Linked DNA regions of Mus musculus: region 2 is linked to region 1. Evidence: chromatin contacts called from public HiChIP or PLAC-seq data. All regions are on one chromosome and are shown on one strand. Each heading gives the region's core, a stretch centred on a gene start, on an enhancer-like site or on the middle of the called end of the contact. The rest is flanking DNA. Distances are from core to core; before and after follow the strand shown.

Evidence for each region. HiChIP or PLAC-seq counts read pairs in DNA pulled down with a chosen protein or histone mark.
Region 2: a contact with region 1 is called in an H3K27ac HiChIP or PLAC-seq map of acute myeloid leukemia, with 2.4 times the contacts expected there. The contact joins two enhancer-like sites. A contact is called at or near these places in 4 of 484 Hi-C or Micro-C datasets (the G1E-ER4 cell line, the N1E-115 cell line, epidermal suprabasal cells and 1 more) and 5 of 115 datasets of contacts at active chromatin or transcription factors (the HPC-7 cell line, acute myeloid leukemia, bone marrow-derived macrophages and 2 more).

What each region holds. Positions count from the first base shown.
Region 1 is chr1:128,573,985-128,578,723 of GRCm38.p6, reverse strand. No RefSeq gene overlaps it. Among named protein-coding and RNA genes, the nearest start is that of Cxcr4, 16 kb to the left of the region's middle. Within about 2 kb of position 2,528, at least 7 of the 459 cell types and tissues checked have an H3K27ac peak or open chromatin away from gene starts, as enhancers often do. A contact at or near this core is called in acute myeloid leukemia, where this site is marked.
Region 2 is chr1:128,745,092-128,749,830 of GRCm38.p6, reverse strand. No RefSeq gene overlaps it. Among named protein-coding and RNA genes, the nearest start is that of Gm23056, 140 kb to the left of the region's middle. Within about 2 kb of position 2,445, at least 37 of the 459 cell types and tissues checked have an H3K27ac peak or open chromatin away from gene starts, as enhancers often do. A contact at or near this core is called in acute myeloid leukemia, where this site is marked.

The DNA.
Region 1 (4,739 bases), core at 1,279-3,778:
AAGGCACACAACCTAACTGTCCTCAGGTTACTCCACAAGCTGGGCTCCTCCATGGTGACAATCACCAGTCACAACTTTTGGCAGAGACTCCCCAGGCGGTCAGAAGGAAGACAAAAGGAAAAGCTATAATCCCTGGTGATGAATAGTGTTTCCCAGCCACAAGCTGAGCCACAAAAGCCCAGGAAAAAGCAATGGTGCAGACAGAATTTTTGGATCTGACCCCAGTTTGGGGTGGGGGGGTGGGGGGGTAGGGGGCAGGGGAGAATAAGCCTATTTCCTTTTAGCTTTCGGTGCCTTGTGGGAATGTCAAGATTAATCTCTGAAGGACTGCACGATGTGTTTCTTGCTGAAAGTATCTCCAGGAAAGTTTTATTACCTTCTACAACATTCTTCCCAAGGTGAGAAGGACTGGAAGAAAGGCTGAACGAAATGATGCAGCACATCCTGCATCAGTGGTCCTGAGTTAGATGTCTATGGCAACAGGAAAACATAAGCTCGGTGACCACCGCCCCAAGTAAAGGAAGGCTAGCCGCATGGACTAATAATCTGAGTCAATTCATCACTAGTAAGGAGTGAAAAGGAAGAGGCTGGTGTGGCTGCCATAGGCAGGAAAGGTGCTGAAGAGATAGATGCTCAGTCAGTAAAGTGCTTGCAAGGGTGAGGGCCTGAATTCTGATTTCCAGCACCCAAGTAAAAGCCAGACCTGGCAGTATGTGTCTATAACCCCAGTACTAGGAAGGCAAAGATCACAGTGGCCCTAAAGGTTATTGGCCAGCTAAGCCAGATAGCCTAGTCAAATGAGCAAGCGCTGGGTTCAGTGAGAGAACCTGTCTCAAAAAATAAGGTAGAGATAAATTAAGGAAGACACTTGACACCAACCTCTGACTTTCACACAAGCAAACATAGACCTACACACACACACACACAGAGAGAGAAAGAGAGAGAGAGAGAGAGAGAGAGAGAGAGAGAGAGAGAGAGAGAGAGAGAGAGAGAGAGAGAGGGAGGGAGGGAGGGAGAGGGAGAGGGAGAGGGAGAGGGAGAGGGAGAGGGAATAAGAAAAGACACAGAGAGAAAGTTCACAAAAGAGGAAACAATCTTGATAAACAAAAACAGGAAGAAATGTTCAGCCTTGCTAGCAACCAAATTAATAAAAGTCAGAACCACAACCCTGCTGCTCCTCACATGTCAAACTTGCAAACATTTCCAAAGAAGCGCTGGCCACCATGCCAGGGTACACATCAGTCTCCCACGCCAGTGAGTACACTGGTCAGACTGACACTGGTCTGTCCCAGCAAAGCCAGAGGCACCTGCCCTGAAGGTCTCCATGCTTGTCCCTCTGACCCCAAGAGGCCATGGGTAGACATCTGGAAAGAAATTTCAAATCTAATGGTGGGATCAGGATTAAGAGGGGATGGAGAGATGGCTCTGTAGTTAAGTTAGAGCTCTTGCTGCTCTATCAGAGGACCCACGTTCAGTTACAGCACCCATGGTAGGCTACTCACAACTGCCCTTAACTGGCTGCAGGGAATCTGAGGTCCACAGATGGAGGTCAGGAAGTCTTATGACCTCTACAAGCAACTGTATTCAGGAACATGCATTCATTATATAGACACAGACAAATTGCATACACCTAAATAAGAATAAAAGCACATTAATAAAAGTAGAATTAAGAAAAGTGTAGTGAGTACACACAATGAGATATTAGCTAGCTTCTTTGTTTTCTTTATTACATTTATTTATTTTGTGTGTGTCTGTGTGTCTGTGTTGTGTGGGTGTGCACATGCCACTGTGTGAATTCTAGGACAGGGAACCACTTGCAGGAGTCAGTTCTCTCCTTCTCGTGTGTAGCCAACTTCTTGAGTGGTGTTTGTAAAGACCATTAGAAAGTGTTTAGGATTGTGAAATGAAAGGTGTAGATTACAAGATAGCACATGACAGCTAATTATAGATATTTTCGAGCTGGTGTTGTGGTACACACATTTAATCTCAGCACTCAGGAGGCAGAGGCAGGTGTATATCTGAGTTTGAGGCCAGCCTGATCTATCAATCAAATTCTAGAACAACCAGGGCTCTGTTACTCAAAGAAACCTTGTCTTGAAGAATCAAAAAAAAAAATTTTTTTAAGTCAGAACCTTTTATTTCTTTTTGTAACCCATTCCAACCTTGAATTACTCACTAACTAGCTGACTGTCAACTAGCTAGTTTATGTCAACTTAACCCCAGCAAGAGTCTTCTAAGAGGAGGAGGGAATCTCAATGAAAAAAAATGGCTCTGTAAGATTAGGCTATGCAGAAGTCTGCACAGCCTTTTCTTAATTAGTGGGTGATGATTGAGGGACTAGTCTACTGTGGGTGGTGTCACCCCTGGGTTGGTGGTCCTATGGTCTATAAGAAAGCAAGCTGAGCAAGCCATGAGGAACAAGACAGTGAACAGTGCCCCGCCATGGCTTCTGCACCAGCTCCTGTCTCCAGGTTCCATCTCTACCCTGACTGCCTTCTGAGGAGGAACTGTGATATGGAAGTATAAAGCGAAATAGATCCTTCCTCCTCAGGTTGCTTTTGGTCATGGTGTTTTGTCACAGCAACAGAAACCCTAACTGTGACACTGAGGGTGACCTTGAACGTCTGACCACCCTGCCTCTGTGTCCCAAGTGTTGGGATTACAGGTAGACACCACCACCTCTGGTTTATGAGTTTTAGGGATCAAAGCCAGGGCTTCATGCATACAACCAACTGAGAAACAGCTCCCATCCCACTGTGTATTTTCTTTAAATGAAGATTAAATGTAATTCCAGTGATTGTTTGAGTTACAGATTTGGGGTTTGTTTTTTTTTTTTTTAATCTACATTTCCAAACGTGTAGTGTGTGATCGGTGTGCATTAGTGCGTGTGTCTGTCTGTGCATGTGTAAGGAGGCCAGAGGTTAACGTTGAAAGTCTTCCTCTGTCACTGTCCACCTTGTCTTTTAGAAACAAAGTCTTTCACTGAATCCAGCGCCCATCCATCGACTAGACCGGCTGGCCCCGAAAGCTCCAGAAATCCTCCTATTTCCACCTCCCGGGTGCTGGGATTGTACAGGTTATCAGGGGTCCAAGGTCAGGAGCTGAAGTTTGTACAGGAAGTACTTTAGGGACTGTGCCGTCCCCTCAGCCCCTTTGTTTTTAAATAAGGTTAGGGCCCAAGAAGATACTGGCTAAATGATTGTCAGGCTGAAGGAGACCTTTGTAGGATATTTAAAGAAAAAAAAAATCAGACACACAGATCACCCTCAAGATATTCAGAATCTAGTGACAGAAATAACACCATTACATTCCCAAGTCTTAGGCAAAAAAACAAGAGGATTCCAAAACTTCAAGAAACTCAAACTTGGCTCTGTGACAGTAGCTACAGACTGGGCTGTGCTCCTAACAGTGACCTGTTTCAAACTGATAACCCGTCATGGCACCAGGCATAAGGATAGCCCAGTGACACTTTCATAGAGGTGACGCTAATCTGAGGTCTCTTCAAAGCCTTCTACACAGAGGTCTTCACTTCCCAAATCCATCGGGAAGTAAACATGCTATAGAAACCCTAAAGGAAATCTCTGAAAGGGCTAGGCGTTCACAGAGAACAGCCATTGTCCAGGGCCTGAAGCCAGGACCGTGCACAAGTGCAGCCCTAAATATTCCAAGCTTGTACTGTAATGGAAAGGAAACGTGATGCTGGGGAAGAACTTCCTTCATCCTAACATGTTCTCCCAACCACAGCAGCACGCAACAATGGCAGTTTGGTAAGTCACACAATGCAGGCTCTAGGGTAGGAAGCCCCAGCCAGGAAAGAGCAATGTTCACCCTTATACAGAAGATATCGCAACCTTGAGATCACAGAAAAAAGCCAAGAATGAGAAGGGAAACATGAGCATTTTCCTCCTAGGTCAAAACAAATGAATATATTGGCAAATAATCAATTTACTAATTTTAATTATCATTCTGGGAAACAGATGATCTGACTGTAAATACAAAGTCCTCTTGACAAAAGGGAGTGGGGGGAGCACATGGGCTGTAAAGATGGCTCGGACAGTAACGTGCTTGCAGTGCAAGTGTGATGACCAGAGTTTGAGCTCCAGAACCTGCATTAAAAAGCTGGATATATGGGGAGGCCTCCCCTTTTCTGAGGAGAAGGGGAGATGGGGAGAGGAAGCTGCCATCGGGATTAAAGTAAATAAGTAACTTAATAATAGACAGACAGACAGACAGACAGACGACAGACAGATAAAGTTGAGTGTATTAGAGTGCATTTGTAAACCCAGAACTGAGGAGCTGGAGGTAGGAGGATACCTGGGACTTGCTGGTAAGTTTCAACCTAGCAAGAGACCTGGTCTGTAAAACAAGGTGGATTGTGACAAGGCCTGACAGGAAGGTTATCCTCCGGCTCCACACGCATACCCACGCACACCAACACATGTTTTTAGTGGGGAGGATGTTGTGTGGTATGATTTAGATCTGAAAGCCACAGGACACTGACATCTACCCTGCTGTCTTTGATAGATGGTCTCTCATATCCTGAAACTCATTCCCTTCTTATGATGGATGACTTTATTAGTTGAGCAATGCCAAACCAGGAATTACTAAGAGCTTTAGGCCTAATCCTTCTTGTCTGTTTTTTTTTTTTAAGGTATACTCACTTAACTTTCTGGCTATAAACTAGACAGTTTTTTCTCTCTCTCTCTTTCTTTCTTTCTTTCCTTCCTTCCTTCTTTCTT
Region 2 (4,739 bases), core at 1,196-3,695, 170 kb before region 1:
CACAGATGAATGCACTGTACACACACACACACAGGAAATGGAAAAGGAAAAGGAAATAAAACCCTTCACTCCTTGTTTCATGGTAGATGATATCTCATTCCTCTGTCCCATTGACAAAGTGACCTATGGCCCCTCAGTCTTTTTCAAGAGAGCACACTGTGTGGGGAAATTGGCACCAGGCAGTGATTTGATACATGTGTTCTGGGTGGGTCAATACAGAGTCCTAGGGATGTGTACAGAAAAAAAGGCCTTGAAATCTGGAAGCTCGAGGAAGAGCCACTCTGACCTTTCCTTAAATCATTCCTCAACACCTGCTGTGTTCTGAGAGCTGCAGAGAAAACATGAAGACGAAAACGATCCCGGAGCCATGATCTTAAAGAGTACAAACAAGAAAGTGAGTCAAAATGCAGGTGCAGATGCTCAAGCTAATGAGAATCAGAAAAATATACATCAGAACACTCACTAACCTTACGGACCATCATAGAAAGGTCCATCATAGAAAGCGAACCTACTGTGTAAAAGGCGCTGGGTTCCATACTCATCACAACAACGAAAAGGAAGGGAGGAAAGGGAGAAGGAGGGAGGGAAAGGGAGAGAGGAGGAGGGAGAGAGAGAAAGGAGGAGGGAAAGAGAGAAAGGGGGAGGGAAAGAGAGACGGGAGGAGGAGAAGAGAGAAAGGAGGGAAAGAGAGAAGGGAGGAGGGAAAGAGGAAAGGGAGGAGGGAAGGAGAAAAGGGAGGAGGGAAGGAAGGAAGGAAGGAAGGAAGGAAGGAAGGAAGGAAGGAAGGAAGGAAGGAAGGAAGGAAGGAAGGAGGGAGAGAGGGGGAGGGGAGGTGAGAGAAAATATTAATACTATATTACTTCATACTACATAACTAAAATGTTTTAAACTGGCTGATAATCAACTATTGTCCCACGTGTTCTTTCAGCATGACCGGAGAGAAAGGAACACTAGCACAATCCTACAGTGGGTAATTCGCCCTTTCCTCCCGAAACTATGTATGGAACTTACTCCAGCTCTGGGTGTGTAAATAGCCCCAAGGAACTCCCACACAGATTTACAAGTCATGAGAGGAGGTTCATTCAAACCTGATTTGCATTAGTGGCCACCTAGGGCACTCAGCCTGAGGACTGGACCATCAAAATACAGAAGGAAGGGATGCAACCCGACACACACTGTTGAAAGCAATAGGCTAGAAGTCCGTGTAATGAGATGCATCAACGCTGGTGAGCACAAAACTCTGGGTTCCACTCCCAGCAATGTATAGTTAGGTGTGGTGGGGGCGTGCCTGTAATCCCAGCACCCAGAAGGTGGAGAAGGGAGGATCAGTTCAAGAGCATCCTTGGCTACAGAGTGGATTCAAGGCCAGCCTAGGCTACATGAAACCCTGTGGTGAAGTCAAAAGAAAAAGACAAGTCCCAAGGAGATGAAAAGGTCCTTACCTCCTGTGACGGCCTATGCAGAGGGCAACACAGGAGCCAGCACTGGCTCACTGCTGGCTAATCAGCCCAGAGAGGAAACCACGTGTCCTGAACATGAAGCTCCTGCCCTATGGAAAGTCATGGCTGCTGAGTTTTAGTGGGGAAGTGGCTTTGAAGTTCCATTCTCCCGAAGGCAGGTCTGCAGAGCCACCTGGAGAAGGCTGGGTGGAGGTCTGGAACCAGAAACCCTCTGAAGGGACACACTTGGTGTTGGTATCAGGACCTCTGAAACCTGTAACATCACATAGGCAACAGCACAACCTGCATACTTGTTGCCAAGGTAACAGACACGATATTCCCATAATCCACTCGGCTCACCTCCCACCTTTACCTGTGGCTAGGTCACTATCCATATATAAAAGGAAGGCCCCTCTGATCGACCTCTCCCTCCCCCTCCCCCACCTTCTCTTTCACCTTGCCCTTCTCTCTCTTTCTCTCTCTCAATAAACCTCACGTGGATCTGTTTGGCCTGGGGTGGTCTTTCTGGAGCTGCGCTGCGATCACAACACTTGGCCCAACAGTGCAGATATGGGCAAAGTCATAGGCACCAGAAGGTTGAATCTTTGTGGATATCCGCCTCCCATGTGCTGGCTGAGCACTGTGCCATCAGGGAGAGCCTCAGGACTCACTCACAGTCTCACCTGGAGGATTATTCACAAGGATTTGGCTAGAGTCTGTGACTTGGAAGTGTCTCCATTTGTCACGTGATGCAGACGCACATGGTGTTTTGCTGAGGCAAGACCCATGGGAGGACACGCGATGTTTGGGCAGAGTATAAATAGGACTCCATGGACAGTGATGGCACGCTTGCATAGCTCGGTTTGCAACACTTCCTTCTTCTCTTCCACTCTTCGTCTTTGCTGATCTCCATGCAGTTGAAAGATGCATGGCAGAGAACTCCGGGCATCCTGGCTGGTCCTGGTCGCTGTTCATGCTGATTTGGCAGAGGCCTGGCAGTTTCTGCAAGATCACGCCACCACTGCTGGTTCGTGTTTGCTACCCTGTCACTACTGAACTAGACTGCTGTATCCTGACAAACAGAGATTAAAATCACCCCCAAGGAACTACTTCTAAACAGGTCCACATCCCCTTGTGCTGTTTACCATCTTTTCTCTCCTACCTTTGAGATAGTGGGCTAGAACAGGGAGGGGGATGTCTAAGCGTTTGAGAACACTTATTAAAAGAAAATCTAAGCCTACAGATCAGCTTCCCAGTTGTTTCCTTCTAGGGAGAAAATGCTATGAGCTGCTCAGACTTACAACTTGTTCCTCTCAGGAACATGGGGAAGGGGCTTATATGAACCTGGGACTTCACCATCCCTGAACTGCATCCTGCCAAGAAGATGAAATTAACTGATCAGCCAGGGCCACGTCTCCAAGCCTGGCTCTGTAGCTCTGGCAAGACCTTTCCAAACTGCAGAAATGGAGACTGAGGGAATGGTAGGGTTTGTTTTTTATAAAAAGGGGAACAGATTGAAAGCAAGTAAGACACACAGTGGTGAGATGACTCAGCAGTTAAGAGTGCCCTCCAAGCCCCCTACAGCAAAGAAAAGCAAGAGAGGAGGCTGGAAAGTGTGCCTGTGGATTGGGGTATGAGGAAGTCCTGGCAAGAATCAGTTAAGTATTCTTGCAAAAGATCTAGATTTAGTTCCCAGCGTCCACACTAGCAGCTTACAACCACCTGTAACTCCTGCTCCAAGGAATCTAAACGCCCCCTTCTGGCCTTTGTTGGCCCTGCAGTCACACATGCTGTGAGAAAGAGAGAGAGAGAGAGAGAGAGAGAGAGAGAGAGAGAGAGAGAGAGAGAGAGAGAGAGAGAGAGAGAGAGAGAGAGAGAGAGAGAGAGAGAGAGAGAGAGAGAGAATGAGAGAGAGAGAGAATGAGAGAGGAACGGAGGGAGGGACGGAGGGACGGAGGGACGGAGGGAGGGAGGGAAATTAAAGCAAAAACATCACCACAATGCCCTTCATCTGGCGCTAGAGGGAAAGAATGGTTTTGTATGTTTTAAAATTGAGTCAATAATATTTTCTCTGGGCCCTAGAGTGACACTAAGAGAAACCAAAGCATCAAGTGTGAGACCTTCAGAGAAAGCTCAGTACAGCAATTGCCTTGAACACATTAGACCTGAGTTTGATCCTCAGAAACCACATTTTAAAAACTCCCTATGTGGTGGTGAGTGGTAACCTCAGCACTGGGGAGGAGGGCTCAGGTGGATCCCTGGCCAGTCAGCTGAGCCAGATCAACCAGTCCAGGCCAATGAGAGACCCTGTCTCAAAACAAGCCAGGTAGAGGCACCTGAGGACTAGCACCTGATGCTGCCATGCATACAATACCTCCGTGTGCATATTCACACAGTGAGAACAGGTCACACCAGCCAGCTTAAGGTCTTCTGAGGATGACAGACAGTGCGTGCAGTCATGAGGCAAAATATGACTATTGATATTATTATGCTGATAAGGGACAGTGTGTATGTGTGTGTGAGAGAGAGGGGGGGGGCGGAGAGGCAGAGGCAGAGGCAGAGACAGAAAGACAGAGAAAAATATAAAATCCTTTATGGACAAGAAGCCCTTCCACAGCCAAGTTCAAAGCAAGAAAGGAAGCTAGAAAGCATATCTATGGAATTAAGATATAAGAAAGTAACCAGAGAGTGACAAACGGAAACAGGCCAGGGAAGAATGCGCAAACAGTGGCCATGCAAGAGCAAGAGATGGGAGCAGATTTGCTTGTCCAAGAAGCAAAGAGTAAAAGTTGCTGGAAGCCTAGTGAGCTAGCTTTACCTCGACTTGATACAAACTCTAATCATCTGAGAGAAAGGAACCTCACTTGACAAAATACCTCCATAAACTGGGCCTTAGGCAAGTCTGTAGAGCATTTTCTTAACTGGTGATTGATGGGGTAGGGCCCAATTCATTATGGCTGGTGGTCCTGAGTCTTATAAGAAAACAGGCTGAGCAAGCCAAGGGGAGCAAGCCACTAAGCAGCAGCAGCAGCAGCTTCTACCCTGACTTCCTTCACTGATGGACTACAATGTAGAAGTGTAAGCCAAATAAACCCTTTCCTTCCCAACTTGTTCTCTGTCATGGTGTTTCATCACAGCAATAGAAACCCTAACTAGGATACCTACTTAAAGTCAAATTTCAGATAAACATCAAATACTTTTATAGCATAAACATGTCTCAGATATTGCATATTTTTGTGGAACATTTTAGAACATAGTTTATCTAAACATTTGGATCATTTGTGTTCATTGGAAGTTTGA